Regions from separate parts of the Zea mays genome. Here region 1 is linked to region 2. A link is a contact called in public Hi-C data. All regions are on one chromosome and are shown on one strand. The core of a region is the stretch at or near the end of the contact, and the rest is flanking DNA. Distances in the headings are between cores, read along the strand shown.

Evidence for each region. A called contact is a pair of places that touch in the nucleus more often than the background predicts.
Region 1: a Hi-C map of ear shows a contact between it and region 2, with 7 times the contacts expected there. The contact joins two enhancer-like sites. A contact is called at or near these places in 5 of 25 Hi-C or Micro-C datasets (ear, leaf and tassel).

What each region holds. Positions count from the first base shown.
Region 1 is chr4:65,003,769-65,010,332 of Zm-B73-REFERENCE-NAM-5.0, forward strand. LOC103653322 (a long non-coding RNA gene) reads right to left here. Exons shown (of 3, transcript XR_002269105.1): 3 at 5,327-5,700. Among protein-coding and RNA genes, the nearest start is that of LOC103653322, 7.4 kb to the right of the region's middle. Within about 2 kb of position 4,888, at least 15 of the 20 cell types and tissues checked have an H3K27ac peak or open chromatin away from gene starts, as enhancers often do. A contact at or near this core is called in ear, leaf and tassel, where this site is marked.
Region 2 is chr4:64,791,275-64,797,820 of Zm-B73-REFERENCE-NAM-5.0, forward strand. No RefSeq gene overlaps it. Among protein-coding and RNA genes, the nearest start is that of LOC111591353, 190 kb to the right of the region's middle. Within about 2 kb of position 2,922, at least 14 of the 20 cell types and tissues checked have an H3K27ac peak or open chromatin away from gene starts, as enhancers often do. A contact at or near this core is called in ear, leaf and tassel, where this site is marked.

The sequences.
Region 1 (6,564 bases), core at 3,638-6,137, 210 kb after region 2:
TACCGATTCTTTTGGTTTAGTAAAGGCGGCTTCTTTAGGACCAAAATCAAACTGGGAAACAACAGGTTCATCGTCGCCGATAATAGTACAATCGGCAGAAAATGTAATAATATTTACATCCATACCTGGGTGTTCTGGAGAAGCCTCGTAGTCGACCAGGTCTTCTCCCAGCAGGTCGTCCTCTTCCATTGATGTTGTTGTGTCGGTTGAGGCTTCCTGGTGAACGGCGGACGGTCCGCGTGCGGTGGCCGGACGGTCCGCGCCTGGTGCAGGTTGTCCAGAGACTTCCTGGTGAACGGCGGACGGTCCGCGCGTAGGGGCCGGACGGTCCGCGCTTGGTGCAGATTGACTTTCTATTTCTGTGGCCGTTTGTTTTTTCTCAACGGCCTTCGGTCTCCATTTATTTTGCGGTGGCGGGTATAATGGATGTGTGTCATTAAATGTCTTTTCCGCCTCCTTCTCCTGGCTCTCCTTTGCTCTTAGGCGCTGTAATTTTCTCTTTTGGGATCGTGTCAATCCCGCTGGGCACCATCGAGGCATGGAGTATTTTGGATCAGCTGTTTTGATGGTAGCCGTATCCTTTTCGGTTGTGTTGGCCGATTCGCCGAAAATCATCGGTCCTTTATTGTCTCCCTGTATGACAACATCTGCGGTGCCTATTTTGATGATGTCCTTTTTTGTTGTTCTTTGAGTTGCTACAGGCATATGCCCCCCTGCCGGATTGGTCGGCCTAGGAGGCCGAGTAGTCCGGTAATCTTGTTGGGCCTGTGCCTGGTGACCTGATTCAGCAGCGCTCAATCGGTCTTGCACTGGCGGCACCAACCTATCAAAAACGGACGTTTGGGGTGCCCCCCAGGCGGGGTACTGTGGCATCCCAAATGGATATGGTGGCATGCCCCACATTTGATTTGGGACATATGGTGGAGGTAAGTATGTGTATGGATATGGCATAGATGGATAAGGAGGTGGAGGGGTCCATGTCGGCATGTTAGGTCTCAATTGTACAATAGGACCTTTCATTTCTTCCGATTGGTGAGGTGGTCCAATCGGCCTGACCTGACGTTGCTCATGAATGGGTGAGCGGGGTCGCTTCGGTGGCCGGTCACTGGGGCCGGCCTTCTTTTTCACATATTTAGACAACAATTGATCGAAAGTTGGGCCAGGCTTGATCAGCCGACCAGCTGCTTTAAATGTATTTGTTTTCCACGTACCTATCTCTGGTCGTCGTGGTTTGAAAGTACGTGGTCGCTGCGAGTCCTGAGTACGGCCGGACCGTCCGCCGGAGCTCTCCAGACCGTCCGGTGGGGTCCCGGACCGTCCGCGCCTACGTGTCGGACCGTCCGGGATACGCACCACGGGTTCCTGCATCTGTCTCCCTGTTTGCGCTTGCCCCCCAGTGCTGGAGGCTGTGATGGTCACCTTTAGGGTCTCCCCTCCATCGGGAGTCTTCTCGGCTACCACTTTTCTGCAAGAAACTTTATGATCCTCATCGGCCTTTTTAGAATTGCCGATGATTGCCTCTTTGCCTTTGCTTTTATCGGCCGTGTTTGGCCGAACCAGGACTTTCTTGCCCTCAAAGTCGATCACGTTCATTGGAAAGGGCTCTGTATCCACCTGCATTTCCTGAAATTTCAATCGTCCCTCATTAATGGCCGATTGAATCTGTCGTCGGAATACATTACAATCATTAGTGGCATGAGAAAATGAGTTATGCCACTTGCAGTATGCACGACGTTTTAGCTCGTCGGCGGATGGAACAGTGTGATTTATTTTAATATTGCCATTTTTGAGTAATTCGTCAAATATTTTATCACATTTACCAACATTAAACGTAAACTTAACCTCCTCTTGCCGTTTCTTTTGAACCGGCTGCAAGGAGGAACAAGCCGAAGATTTGGCCTGTTTTGGCCAAACCATTTCAGCAGCATATACTTCGGCTGATTCGTCATCTGAGCTACTTTGGTCGCATTCTACTATATGTACGTTGTGACGCATTGTTTTAGCAGTTTCTTTGCTCCGGCTTTCGCAAGCCAAAGCCCTCTGGTGTAACTGTGCTAGTGTAAAAAATTGGATGCCTTCTAATCTCTCTTTTAAATAATATCGTAGACCATTAAAGGCTAATCCTACTAGCTGTTTTTCTGCTAAATGAATTTGAAAGCATCGGTTTCTTGTATCGCGGAATCTCCGGATGTAATCATTAACCGATTCGTCTTTTGTCTGTCGCAATGACACTAAATCTACCAAATCCAATTCATAATCACCGGAGAAAAAATGATCATGAAATTTTTGTTCTAGATCCCCCCATGATGAAATGGAATTAGGAGGCAAAGTGGCATACCATGCAAACGCGGTTCCTGTTAGTGATAATGAAAATAAACGTACGCGAAATGCCTCTGTGTCGGCCAATTCTCCCAATTGTGCTAAGAACTGGCCTATATGTTCGCGTGTGTTTTTCCCTTGATCACCCGAAAATTTTGCGAATTCGGGTATCCTGGTTCCCTGTGGGTATGGGTGGTGATCAAATCGGCTGTCATAAGGTTTCCGATATGATTGCCCCCCAGGGACCATGCTTACTCCGAGCTTATCTCGGAACGCCCCGGCTATTTCTTCCCTTACCATATCAATGGCAGCCGGTGCAAGACTACCGGCTCTCTGGTCAAACATAGGTGGGGTTGGCTGGATATTAGCATGTTGTCTTTCCCCCCATTGGTTTGAGTTACGTGGTGCATTTTCATTTGCCCTATATGGGTCATAGGTTTGATCGTTTCTTTCCGGCCTTCTAGGTGGGGCCGGAAAGCTTTCCTGGGCTTTGGATCCTGAATTAATGGGCTGGTGCATCACATAGTGTGATGGGAAGTGTTGCTGGGACGGGCGAGGATTCATGTAATAATCCTCCTCAAAATACTCATGCGCGGACTGTCCGGATACGTACCCGGACCGTCCGTGGTTATATGCGGACCGTCCGTCGTTGTATGCGGACCGTCCGACTGGGTAGTTTGGGTTCTGTGCCATGTGTGGTGGCTCGGGCGCATATCTAGGTAACTCATTAAAAATAGGCCCGACTGTTGCTGGCCCGGACGGTCCGCGCTCACGTGCGGACGGTCCGGGCATGTGCAGATCGGCTGGTTTGCTGCCGATTTGCGGTTGATTAGGGTATGTGTCCATCGGCATCCCATAAAGGGGTTGTGACTGGTCGTGACAACCTGTAGCCGATGTGTTACACGCGTTATCTCCTAACTCAACCTCGTGCGAAGGAAAATTTGTGGTACTAGATTTATCAAATGCACGTACTAGTTTCTTAAGATCGCTTTGCATACCCCCTATGATGTTCTGCATTTGTTCACGCTGATCTTCTACATAATTTCTAAGAGATTGCAGATCGTTGGTATTACTTACATTGGGGATATCTGGCGTGGGTTGGAGCGAAGCCGGATCCGTCGCCCGATGTCGGACGACCTTGTTGTTCCTGTCCACTTTGAAGTTGGCCAAGAACTTTGCTTTCGCCTCCTGGATCATCCGCTCCTTGTGCTCCTCAAACTGGAGCTGCTCGTCAGCCGGCAAAGTTTCCCAAGTCGGCTCTATGATGTTGCTTGGAGAAATATCAGAGCTATCCCTTGAACCGGCCATTGAGGGCCGATTTGATCAGCTTAGATATGTCGTCCACAGCGGAGTCGCCAAAAAGTATGTTGACGCTTTTTTGGAGCGCCAAATACTGAAGAAGAACCGGCGGCGGTGCTCTCTGGTCAGGCGCGGACGGTCCGCGGCCTGGGGCCGGACGGTCCGCGACCTGGCGCAGGGGCTAGGGTTTCCTGCCTGACGGCCGCGCCCTGAGGCCGGACGGTCCGCGCGTGTGCAGGGGCGGCGGAAGTTCGCCGGCGGCACCTGGATCTCGCTCCCGGGAGGGACCCCGTCGGGGAGGAGAGATCCTAGGTGGTGTCTAGGCTCGGGCCGGCCGACCTAGACTCCTCCAATCGGCGTAGAGTCGAAGAGAGGCGGAGAATTTGGGGATTGAGAGGCTAAACCTAAACTAGACTAGAACTACTCCTAGGATGAAATGCGAATAAAAGTTTTATTGATTCGATTGTTGATTATTACAAATCGGCCGTAGACCTCTCTATTTATAGAGGAGGGGGGGCTGGACCCTTTACACAACTGATTCCGAGCTAATCCCGCGAATATAGCTAACAACCATAGCACAAAACTCGGAACCCTAATCTGTTCTGCGCACGCGCGGACCGTCCGGCCCACAGGCGCGGACCGTCCGGACCGCGGACCGTCCAGCCTCAGGGCCGGACAGTCCGCCGGCTCAAAACCGGTTCGAACAGAATCAATACAACTTTTATTCGCATTTTATCCTAGGAGTAGTTCTAGTCTAGTTTAGGTTTAGCCTCTCAATCCCCAAATTCTCCGTCTCTGTTCGACTCTACGCCGATTGGAGGAGTCTAGGTCGGTCGGCCCAAGCCTAGACAACCCCTAGGATCTTTCCTCCCCGACGGGGTCCCTCCCGGGAGCGAGATCCAGGCCGCCGTCGGCGATTTCCGCCGCCCCTGCGCACGCGCGGACCGTCCGGCCCTAGGGCGCGGACCGTCCGGCCGTCAGGCAGGGAACCCGAGCTCCTGCATCAGGTCGCGTACCGTCCGGCCCCGTGCCGCGGACCGTCCGCGCTTGACCAGAGAGCACCGCCGCCTCGCGCCAGGTCGCGGACCGTCCGGCCCTGTGCCGCGGACCGTCCGCGCCTGACCAGAGAGCACCGCCGCTGGTTCTCTTGAGTAATTGGCGCTTCCAAAAAGGTGTCAACAGTGATTGATGGATCCATCCAACGAGCAAGTAGCTAGCTAGTAGCCAGCAGCATAGCGAGCACGGACACGGCAAGCGCTGCCGCTATGCTGCTACTGGCCTGGCCTACTGCTACGTACCGCTGCTGCTGCTGCGTTGTGAAGTCATATTTCCATCCAGGCGCGACCGCGCGACGAGGCAGCAGCCACTTGCGTGTGAAAATGTGAGCTTCCACCTGAACGACGGAAGTTTCCTCACACGATCCAGAGTGGAAGTTTCACACGATCATGATTCATATGCATGACTGCCACGGCACGCACCGGCCCGTGCAACGGTGCAAGTTGGCCGCCGTCCGTATGCCGGCCCGCATCACCGGCGACCGTAAATTCGTCTATATATACTAGTGCCTTACGCGCGCACCTGCGCGCGTGTTGTCCTTTCTTTTTATTTGATAAGCCTATTTTATTTCAAATAGCAATTGTCTAAGAACATTTGCTGAATTTTCAACAATATTTTTTAGTACCAATAGCAGTAGTAATACAAATTTAGATTACAGTAAGTAGCAAGTTGCATTAAACTGGTATACTTGAGTGTCCAGCAATAGTGTATCTGTAGAGTTTACATAGACAAACATAGTTCTAGGAAGACTTCAACTAGAGCCATATGTACATAAAAGTCTATTGACCAAAAGTGACCTAGCTTTTCTTGCATACACACAGTTCTAGGAAGGCTTCAACATCAGATTAATATATATATAAAAGTCTTATGACCAAAAGTGATGGAGCCTCTTCTATGCGTGCAAATAAAAGTCTATTGATCAAAAGTGACCAGTCTTTCTTGCATAGACACACAGTTCTAGGAAGGCTTCAACATCAGGTTAATATATACATAAAAGTCTCATGACCAAAAGTGATGGAGCCTCTTCTATGCTTGCAAAAAAAGAAACAATACATGTATACAAATGAGAGTAGTATGTTAGCATAAACAGCACCAAAGAGCACAATGTAATATTAGGATCATAAAACAAATAACATTTTTTTGAAAAGAGAGAAACAATAACATACAATATGTTTATTTTATCTTTCCCTCTGATCACCGCAAGCAGGTACTAAGTCTATTAGCACAACAAGCTATGTTATGTCTAAGATCTCAAGTTACAAAAACTTAATTGAAAAGTTAAAGTGTTTCTCGAATAAGATATATCAAGAGGCTAACAGTCTAACACACTGTTATGATGATATATAAGGAAAAAAAAGAGCAGCATAGAAGCAAGTTTACTAAGAACTGTGTTGCAGGAACATTTTTTGGTAGTGTGTATTTTCAGTGCGCACTGTGTATTTTCAGCACAGAACATAATGAACATAATAGCAGTGTTCAATGTGCACTGTGTATTTTCAGCACAGAACATTTTTTGAACATATATTTTAGGAATGAGTTTGCTCAGGTTATTCTTGCAGCAAAAAAGGGCTATGAAGTATGAACTACACTAATTAGCCAATAGCTACGAGCTATGTAATTTGTTTATTTTCTCTACTATCTTCTTGCACCAGATGCTGTGAATCACTTAGCAAGCAACTACAATAAAATCAGAAACTGAAAGCAAGCATATTCCAAGATGAAAGAAAGTGCAATTTTTTTCTGTTGCACAAATGGAATGACATCAGATAGTGAGAGAATAGAATAAAGAGGGGAGAGGGACAGGAGTAAGGTCTGACTTTTTAAAAGAGGAAAAAAAGCCATGAAGATATAAAATCGAAATTAGATTCAACGAAGGCGAACTGAATTATT
Region 2 (6,546 bases), core at 1,672-4,171:
AAGTTTGTCGACATATGAAAAAGAATGACTTGCAATTCTTCTAGTTGTGGACCATCGGCGCTCCTACCTGATGAGCACGAAGTTTATAATTAGACCGACCAAAAAAGCTTGGTTCATTTGGATGATCAACTCCTTACAACACCTTGGCAACAGAAAGCATTGACCAAATTGTTAGGCTTAAGGTATCAAATCTGCTACAAAAAGGGCATGAAAATCGTGTGGCAGATGATTTGTCTCACCTGCCTATAGCACAAGTGCTAGCCTTATCTGTGCTGAAATCGACATGGCTGCAAACAGTAGCATAAGCCTATGCTGGTCACACTAATACAACACATATTCTCCAGTCCCTTGTTGTTCACTTACCATTTGGGTTGTATGTGTTGAAAGATGGTCTCATTCTGTACAAGAACAGACTACTGTTGTTGGCTCAATCTGAATTCTCGTTGAAAGTCTTTCAGACCCTCAACAATGCACCAATTGGAGGCCACTCTGGATTCTTAGTGACATACCAAACGATAAAGAAATTGTTTGTTTGGGTAGGCATGAAAAAGATGATACGACAATGGTGTACGCAGTGCTCCACCTGCCAACAGGCAAAATATTAACGGATTCACTACCCATGACTTCTTCAACCATTACCCATTCTGGAGGGTGCCTGTCAAGTGGTCCCAATGGACTTATAGAAGGTCTTCCAACCTTGGACCACTCTAACTACATAATGGCCGTTGTTGATAAATTTTCCAAGTACAATCACTTTGTGCCCCTTCATCACCCATTTACAGCTCTCAGGGTAGCTCACAAATTCGTGGACCATATCTTCAAACTGCATGGTTTCCCACAAGCTTTGATTTTGGACAGAGACCGTATCTTTACGAGCATTATGGAAGGAATTGTTTCAGTTGGCAGGTGTGGAGTTGCGTTTTACAACAACTTATCACCCCTAGTCAGATGGTCAAACAGAGAGAGTGAACCAATGTTTGGAAACCTACCTCCACTGTTTTACTCATGCCTGTCCTTCGAAGTGGAAACACTGGCTTTCGTTGGCAGAGTTCTAGTATAACACTAGTTACCTCCTTGAAGCTTACCCCTTTCAAAGTTTCATATGGATATCCCCCAGACACTTTGGTATATATATCAGGGATTCTTGTATTGTCCCCTCTCTTTAGGAATGGTTAAATGAAAGAAATCTTATGACTCAATTGGTCCAACAGCAACTAGCCAGAGCTCAGCATCATCAGAAACAACAGGTCGATCGCCACCATTCTGACAGAAACTTTGAAGTAGGCGATTCGGTCGACCTGAAATTGCAGCCATTTGTCCAATCTTCCTTGGTCAAACAGACAAATCACAAGCCCGCATTCAAGCACTTTGGTCCCTATCCTGTGGTGCAAAAAGTGGGCAAAGTAGCATTCAAATTGGAACTCCCAGCCTCTTCATCCATCCACCTAGTCTTCTATGTATCTCTATTGAAGAAAGCAATCGGTCCAGATGTTCCTGTAAGTTCTACCTTACCTCCATTGTCTGAATCCTTGCAGAAACCATAGATGGTGTTGCAGCGACGCACAATCCACACACCAAAAGGGGAGGTCACTCAGCTGCTCATCAAATGGGCATCTTGGCCAGAGGAGCTCGCGACATGGGAGGACGAGCCAACCTTCATCACCAGGTTCCTAAACACGTGGCTTGTGGACAAGCCATCTCTCAATGAGAGGGGGATGTCACAGCGCTAGAGGAGTCCAATGTAACAACCAGGCCATGAAGGATGATTAAGCCCAATACCAAGGTGAATGGGCCAGAATGGACCAAATAACGTGCCCTTTTCTTTTTTTGGTAAAGTGGCATGTAAATAAGAGATGAGAGGGGAGTTTTGAGAGAGGAGGTAGAGAACGAACTAGAAACCTGAACCCGACTGCGTCCGGCTGTTGGCGGCTTCGCCGTCTATAAGAACTCCAAAACCCCATATTCATCCAATGCTTACGTGAGAAGAAACGAGTGTTGGGAGCGGTGCTCACCTTTGCCATATCATCGGTGTCCTCACAAAGACACAAATCTAGCTACTAAATGACTCAACAAGTGACATTCTTGTGTGAAAACAGAGAGTCAAACTCAAGACCTGTAAGTCCCATCTAAGCAAATTGGTATTTGCGGTGGAGGAAGAAGGATCGATGACATGCATTCTGTGACCCCTTCCCAATTCATGGTCATTGAGTCAACCTATTTGCCTCCAACCCATATGCCTGAAGGTTGTGTGCACTGTGTCATTTTAGGTTCAGTTTCAGCTTGTTTTGCCATTAGAATTAATTTGTTGTAGGTTCCTACATTGCAGGTGACACTGAATTCGTAATTTTTAGTTTATGTCATATAGTAACTCTTCATGATAAAAATGTCTATTTAATATTTGGTTATTTCTTCATCTCACAAATTATGTTGGAGTCCATAAGCAGCCCGCTTTTAGCTTGCTAACAATGAGCGGTCCGCTTCTATTATCTCTTCATCTCTTTCTTCCATACCACTGTAAATTAGACATGACATCTTTTACATCTCACATACATCACCTTATTATACTTGTTCTGGGTTGTAGTCTGTATACCTAAAGTAATCTGACTCAAATCCGAAAGAAATTTAGCCGATTAACGACTGCTCACTCCCAAGAAATAATGAGTACATAGAATACAACCCCTAGGAAAACAAAGACAAAATAACTAAAAAATGAAGAAAAAAATGCATATGCGACGAGCCGCACTCGACAATCCAGATCTCTCGTTCGAAGTGGGCCTGGCTTTTCTAGGTAATTGGTGCGCACGGGCTCTGGAAGCAAACAAGCATGGGCTTGCAGGCTGGCAGCACAGCTGCACAGGCCTCTCCCAACTCCCAGCTAACGAGCCAATGGGTGCATGTGTATCATTGTTCTGTGGCTTCTGATTTCAATTCTCTCAAATGTTTTTTTGGGCCCTAGAACACTTGAGGACTGACTGAGGTGCCAACGCAGACAGTAACAGCTCAATTTCAGAGCATCAATGATTGGCGCCAAAATATATATCCACGGCAAGTACAAAAAGGATTCCAGGCTATCGAACGAGCTAGACTAGCAGTGCATCATCTATACATGCATGGGATGGAAATCACTGAACTGCTAATCTCACGAAGCAAACAAAATAAATAAATGAATGCCCGAAAGGCCCACCCACCCTTGCCAAGCTCACTTTCTTGTGGTGGATCATCTCGTCACTTGGCATCTCATGCACGATATATATACGATGGATCTGGTTCTGTGGCTGGAGAGAGTGGTGGATATATGTGACTGGCCAACCTGTCACTCATGTCTCGCCAGTGCTCCCAACGTCATCAAGCAACGAACTCAGGCCGTCTCTCGTCTGCGGAGAAGATGCCGCTGTACCGGTGAAAGTTGCTTTGGCCTGATGGTTAGGTACTTAATTACGTAAACCTTATCCCGGCCGGATTTGTTGTCTCCTATATATATACGACTTCTGCAGTTCTTTGATGTTGGGAAATGGATGCTTTAGAATTAAACTGGTCGAAGCTTAGGGATGTAACGGGTCGTTATGCTAGACGAAAAAGCCTATCTAATATTCACAGTTTGGTTTGGACCTATTCTTTTACATATAGCACATATGGTAAAAGTTACATTATAATAGAAATTATATTCTTATACATAACTTAAAGAGTCATCATTGTACGTTTCAAAAACAGAGTTGAAAGTGTTGATCTTATTTAGGGCTGTCTTCAGCAACGTCCCCTAAATTTCGTCCGCTAAAAGAATATTCTCTGTACTTTACAGAACACTCTAAAAGATTTTGTCCTCTATATTATCTCAGTCTCCAACAACGTTCCCTAAATTCGGTTCTCTAAAGCTACAGGGTTAACATACTTCATTTTGTCCATTTATTTGGTTTATAATTCATTTCTTTTCATTACACGCTAATTGAAATAAAACATGCACGGCAATAGTTTTTTAAAATTTATTAACAATTTTTGTTATCCGGACTTAAACATGTGTAGCATAATTTCTTCTCATTGTTTTTTATATTGCGGGAGATGGTGCTCGGATGATGTCGGAGATGTCCTTTGCATGTTCGTCCCGAGGTCCTTTGAATGGAAAGCATGTTCAGACCTGCGGCAGCACAGCAGCGCCACCGCCATCCACGGGAACAGTATATAGCGGGCGCTTGTATACCCGGCAAATGTAGCGGCTGAGGAAGAGTCGCTAAATTTTAGCGGACAGTATAGCGCACCTTGCTGGACGCTTACCGGACGTTTGTGTCTGCTATATTTGGTGGACAGGAGGCTTTACCGACCCTTGTTGGAGAGAGTCTAATATGGTATTGGGAGTTCAAAAGTTGCATGTTTAAACTATGTTATTTGCTTTAGTTTTCGAAACTGAAGTTTTATAGCAAGACCTAAAAGAAGGAACCTATTGAATTAGATTCAACTCCACTTGTTTTTGTCTTGTAGCCTAGCTCTACCTTTATAAACCAGACTTGTCGAAAATTAATTGTTCGACAGTATTTACATGGGATAGGTCATGTGATCGAAAGTTGAAGGTAATGGCACAAGAGATATGAAAAATTATACATGTTTCGGCTGGCGATGTGATATAATATTGTACGTCCTATTTATGACTTTGCTAGTGTCTACTGCAATGTGAGATGATCTTGCCCTCATGGGGATCCTCCGTCCCTCCATTTATATACCAAGGAGGGTCAATGGTTATAGGATAGGCATGAGTCGGTTATTGAGAGCACCTAGAGGGGGGTGAATAGGTGATCCTGTAAAATTCAACACTAATAGCCACAAAACTTAGTTATGAAAGTTAGAACGGCTAAGTAGCTTGAAGCGAGTTCTTGTGAACGCAGACAATCAAAGAGAAAGCACACAAGAGACACGCGATTTTTATCTCGTGGTTCGGCCAAGTAATACTTGCCTACTTCCACGTTGTGGCGTCCCAATGGACGAGGGTTGCACTCAACCCCTTTCAAGTGATCTGATGATCAACTTGAATACCACGGTTTTTCCTTTCTTACTCTTTCTCCCGTTTGCGAGGAATCTCCACAACTTGGAGCCTCTCGCCCTTACAATGATGATCACAAAAGAAGCACAGAAGTAAGGTAGGGAAGAGCTACGCACACAAGACACAAATCGCAACACAACTACGCACACAAGTCACAACTCGATCTCAAAACACAATGCACGGTGTTCACAACACAAATGGAGCTCAAGTCACTATCTCAAAGAATCGAATGCGTGAAGTTAGAGTCTTGAAGTCTTAGAATGTTTCTTGTAAGCTTGTGTAGCTCTTCCATGCGCCTAGGGGTCCCTTTTATAGCCCCAAGGCAGCTAGGAGTCGTTGGAGACCAACAAGGAAGGCCATCCTTGCCTTCTGTCGAGTGGCGCACCGGACAGTCCGGTGCGCCACCGGACAGTCACTGTAGACGGTCCGGTGCCGATCTCCTTCCTTTTCTAGCGCATATGACCGTTGCAGCCCTAGGTCAGTTGGCGCAACAGATAGTCCGGTGCCCCCTGCCGACCGTTGGCGCGGGCCACGCGTCGCCCGCGGATTGCGTGACCGACCGTTGCGCTGGCGACCGTTGGCTCACCGGACAGTCCGGTGAATTATAGTCGTACGCCGCCAAACTTTTCCCGAGAGCGGCCTGTTCACCGGAGTTCAGCCTGGCGCACCAGACACTGTCAAGTGCACCACCGGACAGTCCGGTGTGCCAGACTGAGCTGAACTTCGGCTGCACACAGCCAGTCTTTTGCAATCCATTTCTTTTCTTCTTATCTCTGTTTCTAACACTTAGATAACTTTATTAGTATACAAAAGCCAAATACTAAGTCTAGAAACATACCTTGTTATATGATTTTCACTTTTTGCAATCTTTGGCACGTTAGGACTTAAAGAATATGTGTTGGGCACTTAATCACCAAAACATTATAGAAATGGCCCAAAGGCACATTTCCCTTTCAATCTCCCCCCTTTTTGGTGATTTATGCCAACACAACCAAAAGCAACCAAAAGATGTGCAATATCAATGCAATTGAGGACCAAATTGTTTTTAACAAGATTTGACATATTTGGATCGCTCTTTGCCATCACTTGGTTTGTTTTTGCAAATCAAATTCATTTTCCTATCTCTAAGTCAAACTCGGTTGTTTGGGCATAAAGAGAGATAATCCAAGAGTGAAATTGATCGAATGCCAAAAACTCCCCCTTTTTCCCATAGTCATAAATTCTCCCCCACAAGAGACTAAATTTTGTAATAAGAGCATTTTGGACAAATCAAAAGTTCTAACTCTATTGTTTTCAAAATTCACAAGTGGTAGCTGATCCATTTGCTTTGGCCTTAATTTCTCCCCCTTTGGCATGAAGCACCAAAACGGGATCATTAGTGGCCCTTTAACCCCATTGCCTCACCAAAAATGTCAATTAAGAGCAAAAAGGCAACTAGAGCATAAAAATGAACTTGGAGGTGAGTACACTAATACCGGAGTGCAGTGGAAGTCTTTGCATGGTCCTGAAAGGGAAAT